Linked DNA regions of Danio rerio: region 2 is linked to region 1. A link is a contact called in public Hi-C data. All regions are on one chromosome and are shown on one strand. Each heading gives the region's core, a stretch centred on a gene start, on an enhancer-like site or on the middle of the called end of the contact. The rest is flanking DNA. Distances are from core to core; before and after follow the strand shown.

The links. A called contact is a pair of places that touch in the nucleus more often than the background predicts.
Region 2: a Hi-C map of skeletal muscle shows a contact between it and region 1, with 2.1 times the contacts expected there. The contact joins two enhancer-like sites. A contact is called at or near these places in 3 of 18 Hi-C or Micro-C datasets (caudal fin, skeletal muscle and an unstated tissue).

What each region holds. Positions count from the first base shown.
Region 1 is chr23:16,205,547-16,213,310 of GRCz12tu, reverse strand. All of the region lies in intron 2 of slc2a4rg (SLC2A4 regulator), which reads right to left. Among named protein-coding and RNA genes, the nearest start is that of slc2a4rg, 77 kb to the right of the region's middle. Within about 2 kb of position 5,015, at least 27 of the 62 cell types and tissues checked have an H3K27ac peak or open chromatin away from gene starts, as enhancers often do. A contact at or near this core is called in caudal fin and skeletal muscle, where this site is marked.
Region 2 is chr23:16,255,952-16,263,715 of GRCz12tu, reverse strand. slc2a4rg (SLC2A4 regulator) reads right to left here. Exons shown (of 9, transcript XR_012398873.1): 6 at 1,759-2,014. Among named protein-coding and RNA genes, the nearest start is that of gss, 51 kb to the left of the region's middle. Within about 2 kb of position 4,140, at least 16 of the 62 cell types and tissues checked have an H3K27ac peak or open chromatin away from gene starts, as enhancers often do. A contact at or near this core is called in caudal fin and skeletal muscle, where this site is marked.

The DNA of each region.
Region 1 (7,764 bases), core at 3,766-6,265:
GGTTGGTTGCTGTTTGTGGACGCCATTATAACGACACAGACCACTCTGCATATTCATACCAGTTCTGCGGAAAAAGTGATGGACAGGTGGTAATTTGTGTGTAAAATTTATTTATTTATTTATGATTTGTTTGAGACAAAAACAAATACTATGTGGGTCAGGTAGTTGAAATGGTAGGCTACAAATAATTAATTCATTATGAATTCCTTAATTATTCATAAATAATTAATTCACCACCTCCTGTGATGAAGATGCCTTCATACATCACAATGTTTCATATTATACATCATACGACGCCAAATAGGTCGACATCGCCCAACCCTATTCTAATATATTTTAAATTTGTCTTTTGCCAATTGGAAATATTGTCCTTTTTGTACAGAGGGATTGTTCTATGAAATTTATGTATTTTATATACAGTTGAAGCCAGATTTATGAGCCCTCCTGAATTATTAGTCCTCCTGTTTATTTCCCCCACAAATTCAGTTTATTTCTGTTTATTTTTTTTAGCACATTTCTAAACATAATGGTTTGAATAACTAATTTCTAATAATGGATTTATTTTATTTTTGCCATGACAGTAAATAATATTTTACTAGATTTTTTTCATGACACTTTTATACAGTTTAAGTGACATTTAAAGCAAACATGCTAATTTTACACAGAAATGCCCAGCCAAGACTCAAACCAGCAACCTTCTTGCCGTGAGACGACAGTGCTAACCACCGAGCCACCGTATCACCGCTGTTTTCAAATAACGTTTATTTTAGATTTCAGACATTTAAATGGAAGGAAGTTGTGCAAAACATAATTTAGTCTTTTCTTCTCCCAATAAAACAGCCGAGTAGTTTTAGAGTAGATGATACATTTACATGTTGTAAATCCAGCAGCTCTAATCTCTCCTCTGCAGTGCAGACAACCATGGCAGCGCCAATCACGTATCATAGATTAAATAATATGATAATTATTCATTAATACATGCTTTTACGCATATTTAATAATTGGAATGTCAGATATTTCACAATATATTTAGGAAATTTGTAACAGAGGTGTGAACCTACAGTGGTTCGGTTACAATTATTACATCATCGGTTTTGTTCAATTCGATATCTCAGTTCATCAGGGTGCATTGACCATGCATTCCATACACAATTTTATATTTAATTCACAGCACAATCTTATATTAAAATCTATAAATATATTTATATGAATAGATTAGTTGTAATACAATTTTGCCCTTTAATACAAAAAGTCAGATAAAAACTACCCTTAAAAACTCAAGGGGCTCTTTTTTGACAATCCATGCGCAAAATCCAAATCGCAGGGTGCAAAAACATTAAGGGCGTGTCAGAATACACTTTTGCTATTTTTTGGACGGAAAAATCTGCTTTGTGCTGTGGCGCATTGTCTAACAGAGTTGAGCTTATTCTCTTAATGAGTTATAGGTGTGTTTTGAGAATAAACCAATATATCAGCTCATCTCCCATTCCCTTTATGAGTCAGTTGCGCCGCTCTATAGCGCATTTGCTATTCACATGGCGGACTTTGTAAGTGGAAAAACTGAATGCTTCACTAGAGAGAAAACAGTTAAACAGAGCATCTACAGCACAGGAATGAGAGATAAGCCTCCTCATTCTTTACTTTCACTTTCACTCTCGTGGATAGGGAAACGTGTAGTATGCACAGACATCCATTAGCCTATACATAATTAATTTACATAATAATTTACATATACATAAATAAAAGCCCAAAGATTTGTTTTAAAAATATTTCTAAATTTAGTTCTAATTACCAACAAATGAATAAATGAACATTAATCACAAAGTGTGTTCAAAAAACGGAGTTAAATCCAATTACACATGCTGTGCCCCATATGGTCTAAAACCTGACAGGTGGACAAATTTAAGCTAATAACATTATACAAAAGCAAATTGAAAAAGCCCCCTGAGATAAAAAAAGGCATGAAAGTATGGTTTTTATATTTATGTAGAAAATAATAATTTTTGTAATATTTTAATCCTTGACGCAGTGGCGCAGTGGCCTTCTCGCCTCAAAGCAAGAAGGTCGCTGGGTCGCTGGTTCGATCCTCGGCTCAGTTGGCGTTTCTGTGTGGAGTTTGCATGTTCTCCCTGCCTTCGCGTGGGTTTCCTCCGGGTGCTCCGGTTTCCCCCACAGTCCAAAGACATGCGGTATAGGTGAATTGGATAGGCTAAATTGTCCATAGTGTATGAATGTGTGTGTGTATGAACGTGTGTGTGGATGTTTCCCAGAGATGGGTTGAAGCTGGAAGGGCATCCGCTGCGTAAAAAATGTCAGCTGAGCCGAGGTTCGAACCAGTGACGCGAGGCGACAGCACTACCTACTGCCATTTACAGCAAATAAACAAACGTAATTATCCTGCTCACTTTCTGAGCATTGATGAGAGTTCTTACACACATATGATTGGTCACACGCTTAACAGAAAGGGCTGCGATTGGCTCTAACGTTATGGCGCTGTTTACAGATGAGTGACACTGATAAACGTCAGTGGCGATTGCAGCTGATCCATGATTGACGCGGTGGAGAAAACTCGCTCTGCAGACATGCCCTTGTGTCTGAATCTAGAAGTATCGCTGTAACAGCAAGCAGCAGAGGAAATGTTATGCCAGCAGGTCAAAGGGCCACAGTGAGAGAAAGAGAGAGAGAAATGGAGTTTACTTTCAGTTTCTCTATAGCATTGAAATGGGGGCTTCTGCTGTAACTTCACTGTCAGTGAAAGACTGTCCATCAAACACACATGCAGTTAACTGTGCACAGTTTGTGTGTTTTTAAGTAGCTGGAGCATTTTAATTACTTGCGCTCACCTCCTTCGCTATAGTAAGCTACAATGTATCGCATATGAGATGAATGACGTCAGTACGTAATAACTGCTTATGATAAATTACTGAATCGATACCGAATTGTCCGCGTCTGCATCGGTGCATTGAAGAAACAATTAATTTTGACACCCTTACCAAATTTGTAAATATTTGCAGAAAAAAGAGGGGGGAAAATCAACAAAACACCATATATAGATAAATCAATGTGCTGTGGTGTGTCATGAGATCATGCATGCGATCATGTGATCAAAACAGAATAATCGGCATGAAAATGTTAAAATTACTGTCAAATTAAAAATGTGGGGGGTCAACAGAATGGTTTAAAACATATATGTGAAAGGATTAACGTCCAATTCACACGGAGCATCAGCACCAATGTTCCTATTCACTTTGAAATGGTGGTCAGGTGTTGTAGAACTGCATTGTGGTTCCGTCGGCGCCGCTTCAGTGGCATTGCTCGCTGCAGAAGTTAGGAACTTTTTCAACTTTTCAAGCATAAACAGACGCGGCAACCAATCAGATTGCTTTATGCATATACACCAGCTCAGACAGTATTTGATTGCGGACTAATTTCATTGACTGAAGCTGCTATGATGATCGCGTCAGCCCCAATTTCACACACGCCCTCTGTCAAGCGTTGACGCTGAAGACCCATGTGAATCAGGCGTAACATACAAAAACCATTATGAATATTTTTAAGTAAATAACAAACCTGAAGCTATAAATATTTTAATCAAAAACCTCAAAAACACACAAATAATCCGTTAGAGTTAAATTACAAAAATAAAATAAATGAGAAATGTATTTAAATGAATTGAAATGAAAAAAGCGCACAATGAAATTACGAAATCTATTTAAACTAATTAAAAAAATAAGATGAAAACTCAAAAGCTAAAGACATTATTTAAAATAAAAAATATTAAAGTATTCTCAAGGGGCCTTTACATTGCACACAATAAACGACAAGCAACAGACCGGAAGTCATTCATTTCCAATGGAGAATAGTCCAGGAGCTGCGTGGAGTTCAGAGCATCTCCATATGTGGAAAATTAAAATCCGATTTAAGCTGTGGATCCGTTGAAATATTTGAACTCCTGGACGACTGGATATGATGTATTCCAGTGTTGTACAAGCAGGTCAGTGCACGCAAGATGACAAATACTGTTTTTTTTTAAGTAGGAAAAAAGTTTATATTAAAAATTGTATTTATATTAATAAACGAGTATAAATTTTTTTTTTTAAATTATGTTGTCTCCACATTCCCTACAAATTTTTAGCAGTCTATGAGTTTATTGCATTCATCCAACCATGGTGAACACACAGAGAATAAAGGCTCTTGCTTTTGCACTCCTTTATTTCGGACACTGCGAAAACAGATTCTCTCCCATGGTGCACAACAAAACAGAAAATTCTGTGCAATAGCCACAAGGGGGTGTATTCTGACAGTCGTGTCCAAATGTCATGGTCAGTGAAAAGGCGGCTTCATTCATTCATTTTCCTTCGGCTTAGTCCATTTATTCATTAGGGTTCAGGAAATGAACCACCATTAAAGTATACCGAAGTGTATAAATAATTCAAAACTATATTTCAATAAAAAATAAATAAAATTTTTGTATATTCGTCAAACTATTTTTTTGTAGGACGTGGGAATACTTTAAGAGCTATACTTTGTTTTTTAAATATATATTATTTTAAAGTTTGACAGCTCCTGTTTTCAGTGAAAATGAGAAAAAATGCATAATTGAGAATCTGCTAAAAATCTTTAAAATAATTCATAGAAAAGGTTTGAAATTATACGGGATTTACTGAATACAATGTTATTATTATTATTATTATTATTATTATTATTATTGTTGACTAGTTGCTCCATGTAAAAGTCAGCTACCCCTTTCAACACTGGTAATTATGTAATGTTTGAGCCATGCTGGAGAATGACGGCTTACAGAGAAGCAGTGGTAATGAGATTCTTCCTTTCGTCTGATCCTCCACCCTCTACAGCAGCACTGATCTGAGACCAGAACGCGACACAATGCTGAACTGTGTCTCCGTGTTATATAATTTTAAAAATCCCACTCGCACTCCCTCATATTCTCTCATAATTTCATGAAATATGCTCTCTCTGCCCGACACACTCATGCGCACACACATTTCTACCTCCCGCCTGCTTTGGCAACCCAACCAGAGCAAACTGGTTTGGAGTCGCTCAAAAAGCCAAGCCCAGAGACTTGGCAGGCCTGTCAAACTTTTTTTTCCTTTATCTGGGTCAACATCCAAAAATCTTTCTATCACTGGAGGAAAAAAAATAAAGCAAACCATGGATTAGAAGCAGACATAAGAAGCATCAATAAAAGAATGAAGTTTTGCCTCATTTTTAAAAGGAAAGAAGAGCGAGGAATGACAAAGACAGAGTTTTGGAAAAAACACAATTTTGGAAAAGAGGATAGGAGAAGCTATCTGCTTTTGCATTTATTAAAGACTGCATGTGTGTGTGTGTGTGTGTGTGTGTGTGTGTATTCTTATGCAAAAAATAAATTTTATCATCCTCCTCTTCATCCAGAGACTATTTGGATCAGGACTTTTAAAGACAGAAGTGCAAACATACATCACTCAATATAAGCTCCACACATTTGCACATATTTATATGCATTTGTACAGATATTATGATTTTATACTGTACATAACTGTATATTCGAACCAATGACTGTAAAAATATGGACAATGCAAAAGCGCCTTATCCCATTGAATGGTTTGAAGGCAAAACACCTCATGACAGGTACAAACAGTCGCAAAAGACTGCTGAAATTAGAGCCTGGGTATATATATATATATATATATATATATATATATATATATATATATATATATATATATATATATATATATATATAGGCTATAATAAGGATATATATATATATATATATATATATATATATATATATATATATATATATATATATATATATATATATATATATATATATATATATATATATATATATGTATATATATATAGGCTATAATAAGGATATATGTTGGATATAATAAGGATATATATATATAGGATATAAATATAAAGGATTAAAATATTACAAAACATATTATTTTCTAGCCAACATAAATATAAAAACCATACTTTTTATGCCTTCTTCATCTCGGGGCTTTTTCAGTTCATTTATGACCATTTGCTTTTGTATAATGTTATTATTATTATTAGCAGTATTATTTATTATATGCATATTTATATTTGTTTAATTAAAAACAAGCTAAGATTTGCCCACCTGGTTTTAGACCATATGGGGCCTAGCATGTGTATTAGAATATAACTCAAGGTTACACTTCGTTATTATTGTTCATTAAAATTCGTTTGCTGGTAATTATAACTGAATTTAGAAATAGCTTTGAAACCAATATTTGCACTTAACAAACAAAATAAATAATTTATAGTCTAATTGATGTCTGTGCATACAAGGTTTCCCTATCCACAAGAACGGAAGTGAAAGTACGCCTAAATAATGAGGAGGCTCATCTCTCATTCTCAGCTGTAGATGCTCTGTTTAACTGTTTTCTTGCTAGTGAAATGCTCAGTTTTTCCACTTACACTTACTTTACGTCATGTAAATAGCAAATGCGCTAAGGCACAACGCAACCGACTCTTAAAGGGAATGGGAAATGAGACTCTGATTGGTTTATTCTCAAAACACACCTCATTAGACAATAAGCTAAAACCTTTTAGACCATACGCCCTGGCTCAAAATGGATTTTTCTGTCCTTATATTAGCAAAAGTGGATTCTGACATGCCCTAAATGCGTTTGCGCCCTGCGCTTTGCGCTTTGCACTTTGCGCATGGATCGTCAAAATAGAGCCCGAAGCGTTCAGTTTTTTCACTTACAAAATTCGACATGTAAATAGCAAATGCTATGGTGTGACGCAACTGACTCTTAAAGGGAATGGGAGATGAGACTCTGATTGGTTTATTCTCACCTATAACTCATTAAGAGATTAAGTTGAACCCTTTTAGACCATGTGCCACGGCGCAAATCGTATTTGTCCGTCCTTATATTATCAAAAGTGGATTCTGACACACTCTTTTTGCTTTTGCGCCCTACGCTTTGCACTTAAAAATTCAAATAAGAGCCCTTAAAGTTTACTATCTGACCCTGAGCAGAACCAATATGGCCGTGCATCTTCCAAACTGCTTCTTCAAGATGTAAAAAGTAACATGCTGCAATAATTAGGATTTAAAAAACTGTAAATCCACACACTGGAAATGATTTGTAACAGAGATGATATCACAGACTACCAGGAGTTTTCTCTGAACGTTTCTCTCTCACACACACCGCCTGCTTTCCTGCCTTCCCGCTTCTCCACGCTTTTCCCGAAAAAGCTCTTTTATCACATTCAGCTGTATGATTCATGTGCTACCATATTCACACACACACACACACACACACACACACACACACACACACACACACACACACACACACACACACACACACACACACACACACACACACACACACACACACACACACACACACACACACACATTCATAAACACACTGAGAGGGGCTTAGTAAATCTGTGAATGTGTGTTTGTGATAAATGAGATTTACTGGAATCTATAATCCAGCGCTTGTGTCAAACTTAAGAGTGTGTGTAACAATAAGCCACATCCTCTAATCATTCTGGTCAATTGCACCTGTCTAACACTGAATGAATGAGTCGAACAACACAACACTAGGCAAGTCCCATTGACACACACACTGTAAAAATGGCTGTCATTTTAATGATAAAATAACGTAAAAAATGCTACAGTAAAAAATCTGTAGCAAGAGTTTACTTAATAAATACAGTAAATAACCATAAAATATATGCCCACACCCACCGTGGAATCATCTTTTT
Region 2 (7,764 bases), core at 2,891-5,390, 51 kb before region 1:
AAAAAAAAAAAAAAAGAAAACCTTGCACAGATTTATCTAAGACTATAAAAAAATAAGATTGTTTGGTGTCAGGATGGGCATTTTTTAAGGCAAGTTTATAAAAATTACTTAAATGCCCTAATTTATTATATACTAATGTTGATAATATACTAATATACTTATCAATACCCTGTCTGAGAATTTAGGCCAAATCCCTAAAATGACTAAATAAATGCATATATAAAAGCAATGAATAAATAGCTGAATAAATAAACAAGTAACTAAGTATGTACAGTCAAAGTCAGATTTATTAGTCATCCTATTTTTCAAATATTTCCTAAATGATCTTTAACAGAGCAAGGAAATGTTCACAGTATGTCTGATTATATTTTTTCTTCTGGAGAAAGTCTTATTTGTTTTATTTCAGCTAGAATAAAAGCAGTTTTTAATTTTTAAAAAAACATTTTAAAGTCAAAAGTATTTGCCTCTTCAAGCTATATTTTTTCAACTGTCTACAAAACAAACCATTGTTATATAATGACTTGCCAAATTACCATAACTTGCCTAATTTAGCCTTTCAATTGCACTTTAAGCTGAGTAGTAGTATCTTGAAAAATAGTATGTACTGTTATCATGGCAAAGATAAAATAAATTAGTTATTAAAATTATTATGTTAAGAAATGTGCTTCAAAAAATTGAGGGAAAGTATTCAAGGGCCTAGTAATTCTGACTTCAAGTGTATACATGTGGAATATACACACAAATAAACAGTTGAAGTCAGAATAATTTTTTTTTCTCTTTTCAAATATTTCCCAAATGATGTTTAACAGACCAAGAAAATTTTCACAGTAGGTCTGATAATATTTTTTTCTTCTGGAGAAAGTCTTATTTGTTTTTTTCCCGGCTATTATTAGCCCCTTTAAGCTATATTTTTTGATAGTCTACAGAAGAAACCAATGTAACACAATGACTTGTCTAATTACCCTAACCTGCCTAATTAACCTTAAGCCTTTATGTCATTTTAAGCTGTATAGAAGTGTCTGAACTCTTGAGACATCCCAAGTCTCCCAGAAGTTCACCGTGTTCACGATGGTTTCCTTCGGGTGCTCCGGTTACCCTATACTACCCTTATACTATATAGTACGCTAAAATCATTATGTGAGCCGAGTAGATGTCCGAATTCAGAGAATTTGAAAATCAGTATGTGAGAAGTATCCTGATGACTTAATACTTTCGTCGAGATTCTGGAGTGCACATCCCATGCACACTGCACTATCCCATAATGCCCGCGAGAGAATTCATGAGTGGAAGTGAAGTGACGCAACAGATAGAGGTAGGTCGCGTGACCATGATGACAAAATGGCGGATTTAGTACACCTGAATTCCATTCAGAATTTTCACATTCATACTGTATAGAACCTACTTTTTCTAACAGCCGAGTAGTATGTTTAAATTCTAGTTCAGGAGCAGGTGTGTGTTGCATGACAGGACTTGTAGTTCATATGAGACAGGCTTGTAGTCCATGTAAATGTGGATGCTCTTCAGCGATCTACGAAGGTTAGTGATCGTGACAACCATAATAACTCTTTAAAGACAAATTTAACTGGACAACATTTTATTTCAACTTCAAAAGGTCACTTGCAGTGACTTGTACACTTGTAGAGAACTTGTAGGTTGAAATGTCTAAATCAATTTACTATTATTATTTATTATTAAACACACACACACACACACACACACACACATGCACACACACACACACACACACACTGCTGTCACCTGGTAAGCGTGGTCAGTGCGGATATGGCACAGTGCCGAGGGTGCTGATTGACTGAGCGGGGTGTGGATCACGTTGGCAGGTTCAGTTCGGGACACATCACAGGTCAGGACGGGGAACACAGGCGGCGGCCCGGACGTGGTCGGAGACGTGGGCGTGAGGTTAGACAGACCCTCCGAAAGAGTGTCCATGTTCACCTCGATTTCAGAGTAGTAGAAATCCTCCTCGCCATCGCTGTAGTCAGAATCTCCATTTCGCCTGAAAACACACAGACATGATAGTCAGATTTAGTAGACTTGTGTTAGGATGCATAGGTCCACATGGTGTGGAGCGATGTCGCCTCACAGTAAAAAGGTCGCTGATTCAAGCCCCAGCTGGGTCAGGTAGCATTTCTGTGTGAAGTTAGCATGTTCATCCCGCGTTCGTGTGGGTTTCCTCTGGTTTCCCCCACAAGTACAAAGACATGCGCCATAGGTGAATTGGGTAAACTAAATTGGCTGTAGTGTATATGTATGATTAAGAGCATCCGCTGTGTAAAACATATGCTGAATAAGTTGGCGGTTCATTCTGCTGTGGTGAATCCTGATTAATAAAAGGACAAAGGTGAAAAGAAATAAATGAATGAATATCTTGATCTTGTTTATCCCTTTTGTGTCCTGCGTCCATTACAACAGACATTACATATCAGGGTATTTTTTGTTTAGATTTTTTTTTTGAGCATTTAATCTACTTTTAAGTCTGCTGTCCATGATATTGGATGTTTGTCAGCCAATCAAATGGCAGGAGGCTCTGTTTGTTGTAATCTTAATAAAAAATATTCACAATGCTAAAGACAAGCATGGCAGCACTTGGTTCTGAATATAAAAGTAAGCAACGTTTTCAATGCTTTTATTCACATTTATTGAAATATTTGTCAATATTTGATAGATTGCATAGTAGAATAAGGATAGCTTTTACTAATTAAAGTTACAAATAGATTGTAGAGTTGCAAACTTTAAATAAAATAAGGAATTAAAAAAAATATTTTTGTCTTCTATATAATAATAAGCAGGCTATAAAACAAAAACCTCAAATTAAAATTAAAAGTTGTCATTTTTAAGTTTGTGACATTCAAAAGAAACATTATGTAAAGACAACTGTTTTGATATGATGTTCATCGAAATAGACAAAAAATATTAAAGAATGTTGACATTTTTATTATTTTTATTCAGTCTTGTTGATGGAAGCCTTCCTCTTAAACTTGGATCATAATTCTGGTCTGACGGGGTTCATTATTTATCCAATGAAGACATTTTCCATTTGATTTGAAAGCTGGTATTTAAAATTCTAATGGCAGTCGGACATTTGATACACATTTTTTTTTCCTTTTGATTGTAAAAGCTGAAATTTTATGAATGAATGAATTCAGCAAGTCTGCTGTCCATGATATTGGATGATTGTCAGCCAATCAAATGGCAGTAAAGCTCTATCTGTTATATCCACAATGCTGAAGACAAGCATGGCAGCGCTTGGTTCAAAACACAGAATTAAGGAACATTTTCAATGGTTTTATTCACATTTATTGATATATTTGACAATATTTGAAAGATTGAAGAAAAAAGGATTACATTTACTAATTAAAATTACAAATCAACTGTCTTTTTAAAGTCTGCTATTATATAATAATAAGCAGGCTATAAAACAAAAACCTCTAAATTAAAAGTCATTTTGACATGATGTTCACTGAAATAGACAAAAAACAGTTTAAAGAATGCTGACATGTTTATTATTTTCATTTAGTCTCATTGATGGAAGCCTTTCTCTGAAACTTAGATCATAATTCAGGTCTAAAGGGGTTAATTATTTATAGAATTTTCCATTTGATTCTTTATTATTTGTACCTGAATACTGTTAGACACCCCCCAAAAAAACAAAATGCTCTGTTTATTTCATTTTCTATCTTTGCTCTATTATATTCATCTATGCATATCAGGTGTTTATTATGATTTATTCAAATGTACTCTCCTACAAAATCACCTAAATGAATGTTTAAAAAAATGAATTCTTCCCAACTATTCAAATCATCTGATGAAGCTATTCGAGTCATCTGATGAAATTGTATTCGTATCTATCTATCTATCTATCTATCTATCTATCTATCTATCTATCTATCTATCTATCTATCTATCTATCTATCTATCTATCTATCTATCTATCTATCTATCTATCTATCTATCTATCTATCTATCTATCTATCTATCTATCTATCTATCTATCTATCTATCTATCTATCTATCTATCTATCTATCGCAGAAAAACTAAATATTGTAAAGTTTTCCCCCCAAACCGTGCAGCTCTTGTTATATGTACCCGCCAGCAGGTGGCAGCAGTGCCAACATCTTTACCGGCGGCTCTGACTGTAAACATGGGATGGTAGGTAGCAACATGAGGCTATAAAAACACTCTTACTACCGACATCAGAATGTGTTTCCCTCTGTAGCTCCTGTTATGGTGCTCTGAAAGAGTAGCTTACCCTGAGCTGTCCCATGACAGACAGTCCAAATGGCTCTAAATCATCTTCACAACAGAGTTTAGCGGGTTATATGATGCTTGATGATGATTGCCATTTTTCTTCAGGAGTCATTTTCTTAACTGGTGTTCATAAAAGTCAGTTCTCCAAAAAATGAAAACTCATGTTCAGGCCATCCCAAATATAGGCCACTTTTTTCTTCAGTAGAACATTAGAGCTTGTTGTCATTGGGGATTTTTAAAATGCAAGTTTAAATACAGCTACTTTGATATTCAAGAAGAAATGCTGAATTTAATTGAAAGTATAGTTCACCCAGAAATCTGAATTCTGATTCTTCAATACAAAAAAATACTTTGAAGAAAACATTGAATTTCAAGGTTTCTGTTATATCTATATCAACGGTTAAAGTTTTCTAATTTTTTTTCTTCTTCTTTAAAATGTTGTTTTGTGTTTAACAGAAGAAAGAAACTCATAAAGGTTTAACACTGAAACTACCAAAATTCTATAACTACTAGAGTTACCATAACAGTCATTCTGGCAGTTTTCATATAAGACGTCATATTGTCACGTCATATTTACATTCAAAACTTCTATTAAAATATAAAAATCAGGCTTTGAATGTCTGTCATCATATTTAATGAAGTCATTACCCTAAACATATCGTCACTTTGGAATTATAAGGTTCTATCTGCGTTCTGAATGATTTTGAGATATTGAGCTTCAAAGGTTTTGCATTCCATATAGCAAACAATATGTGTGTAACAGTTCTCTTTCATACATTACCATGACAGAGACCCAAAGGGTTCTCTGAATGTAAATAATCAAAGTTCTCTTACATTTGCAAATTAGAGTAAAAAAACCACGGTAAATGCAGATAGAACCTGCTAATTCTGAAAAGTCATTTTCCATTTGGAGTTATAAGGTTCTATCTGGCAGATCATTTATTGAAGCATTACTTTTCAAGAAATACAATCAAAAAATATATAAGTTGGTGTTGTAACAATATGTTGATGCTTGAGAAAGTTACATTTTTGCTTTCTACAACATTTATTTCATGTTTTAGGATGAATATTTTTTTCTTGTTCCAATTAAGCATGCAATGCTGTGCTAAATATTTTTTCCAGTGCAGATGTTAATTTTATCAAATTAATATGTTAATATTTATAAAATTGTATGCTCTATATGAATTATTGAATTATATTCATTGAATTATATGCCCCATTAATTAAATAAAGTATTTGCTTTTCAAGGCTTAATATTAAATTTAAAGACTTTAAAAGAAACAGACGATGACCAAATGAGTCCAAATGTGTTGCCTATTCACTGACTATATGTAAACAAACAAATATATTTCACATTTAATATCTACATTTTTTAATATTCATCTCTTTTTCAACAATGTAAAATGTAATATTTCATCTCAATGTCGGCAATGCGGTGCATGGCGCAGTGGGTAGCATGATCGCCTCACAGCAAGAAGGTTGCTGGTTCGAGCCTCAGCTGGTTTACTTGGCGCTTCTGTGTGGAGTTTGCATGTTCTCTCTGTGTTGGTGTGTGTTTCCTCCGGGTGCTCTGGTTTCTCCAACAAGTCCAAAGACATGCGGTATAGGTGAATTGGCTAAGCTAAAATTGGCCATAGTGTATGTGTGTGATTAAGTGTGTATGGGTGTTTTCCAGTGATGGTTTGCAGCTGGAAGGGCATCCGCTGTGTAAAACATATGCTGGATAAGTTGGTGGTTCATTCCGCTGTGGTGACCCCAGATTAAAAAATGGACTAAGTCGAAAAGAAAATGAATGAATGAATGAATCTCAATGTAAAGGAAATGCTTCTTAATCGTCACATTTACACACATCTCCATTTTGTGTGGTTCGCAGGGCCAGATTAACCAATGGGCCTTATGGGCACAGGCCCAAGGGCCCGTGCGCACTAGGGGCCCCTGCGAGGGGGGAGAAAAAAAGACAATTTCGGAGTGTCTTTTTTGGCTAATTGCAAATAGCGCATCTAGTTGGCATAAGCTATTCAGGATTTACGCTCATCGATACCTGATTGATAGAGACAACATGAGTAAAGAGCTGTTGATCATTACAGCCGCGGTGGCGCACCTTGTAAGGCGCACAGATTCATCTTTTGCCGCGATTAATCATAAACTCGGTTCGAATCCACCATCAGCTGAACTCGTGCTACTTTTTTCCTCCCCATTACATATCAGATTGGAAATATATTTATTTTTAACAGGAAGGAAACATTGTTTAAAAATAATGCAAATGTGATATAAAGTCACAAGTGTCTCGTGGGTATTTAATAATGTTTAGCCTTATTATAGGTGCCTCCCTCTCTGCAAAAACTATATTGCTCAGACAACTGTATTTCCTCTGAGCAAAAAAAATCGCGATCACATATTAATATTATTATTATATTTAAACTGCCTTTCTTTCTTTAACTAAACAGAATGCTGTAATTGGTCAAGCGGGGAAACGTCAGTTTTGTAATAACCCGCACTAAACTGAGCGGACTTTAGTGTAACGTTATATCTGTCATAGATCAAAAATGAGTGGACAAGTGGATTTAGCAAACGCGAGAGAAAGAGGAGAGGAGGCATATTTATTGAGGCATTTTCCATACACACCATCTTTAAACAGACCCATGATTAGGAGATTGAGGGTACAGAAGAAGACGTTATGGTAACTTTAAATGATGAGAAGCTAGCATTAACCAGGCGGAGGAGGCTAACGGCAGCGCAGCGCGGACTAGATTCATCGTGTGAGAGACAGACAGAAAAGGAGGGAGAGAGGGAGAGAGAGAGAGAAAGGCCCAGAAGAGGAGAGAGATGGGAGAGAAGAGGTATAGTGTGTGTGATTTCGGATACTTTTAGGTTTATAATCAAGTCTTCATCACGAGAAGAGTAGAGAAAATACAGGGAGAGAAGGAGAGAGACAGTAAATCAGTGTTTGTATTATGAAAGACTCAGATTCGTAGAACTCAGATTCATAGAACTGGATTGGAGAAGCATTGTGCATTATATGCCATGGCAATAATATGCTTTATAAGTTTGTAAAAGCAATACATTAAAATACCCTTTAAAAAAAAAAAAAAAAAAAAAAAAAAAAAAAATATATATATATATATATATATATATATATATATATATATATATATATATATATATATATATATATATATATATATATAGCCTATATATATAGTTTTATTAGTATTTTTATTCAATGCTTTGAAAAATAAGTTAAATCTTTGTAGACTAAAAATACATATGTACTATATATAATTTATTTAAATATGTGGGCAACAAATTATAGATTCATTTTATTTAAAAAATTCTTATATTATTCTTATTTTTTTAAATTCAACTATAGGGGTGCATTAAAAATGCTGATAAGAGTTCAACTTTGTAGATAAATCATTTTTGTTTTTAAATAAAAAGTTTTAAAATGTAAACAACTCATAAAAAAAACATCACATAATGTAAATAAGATGTCATTT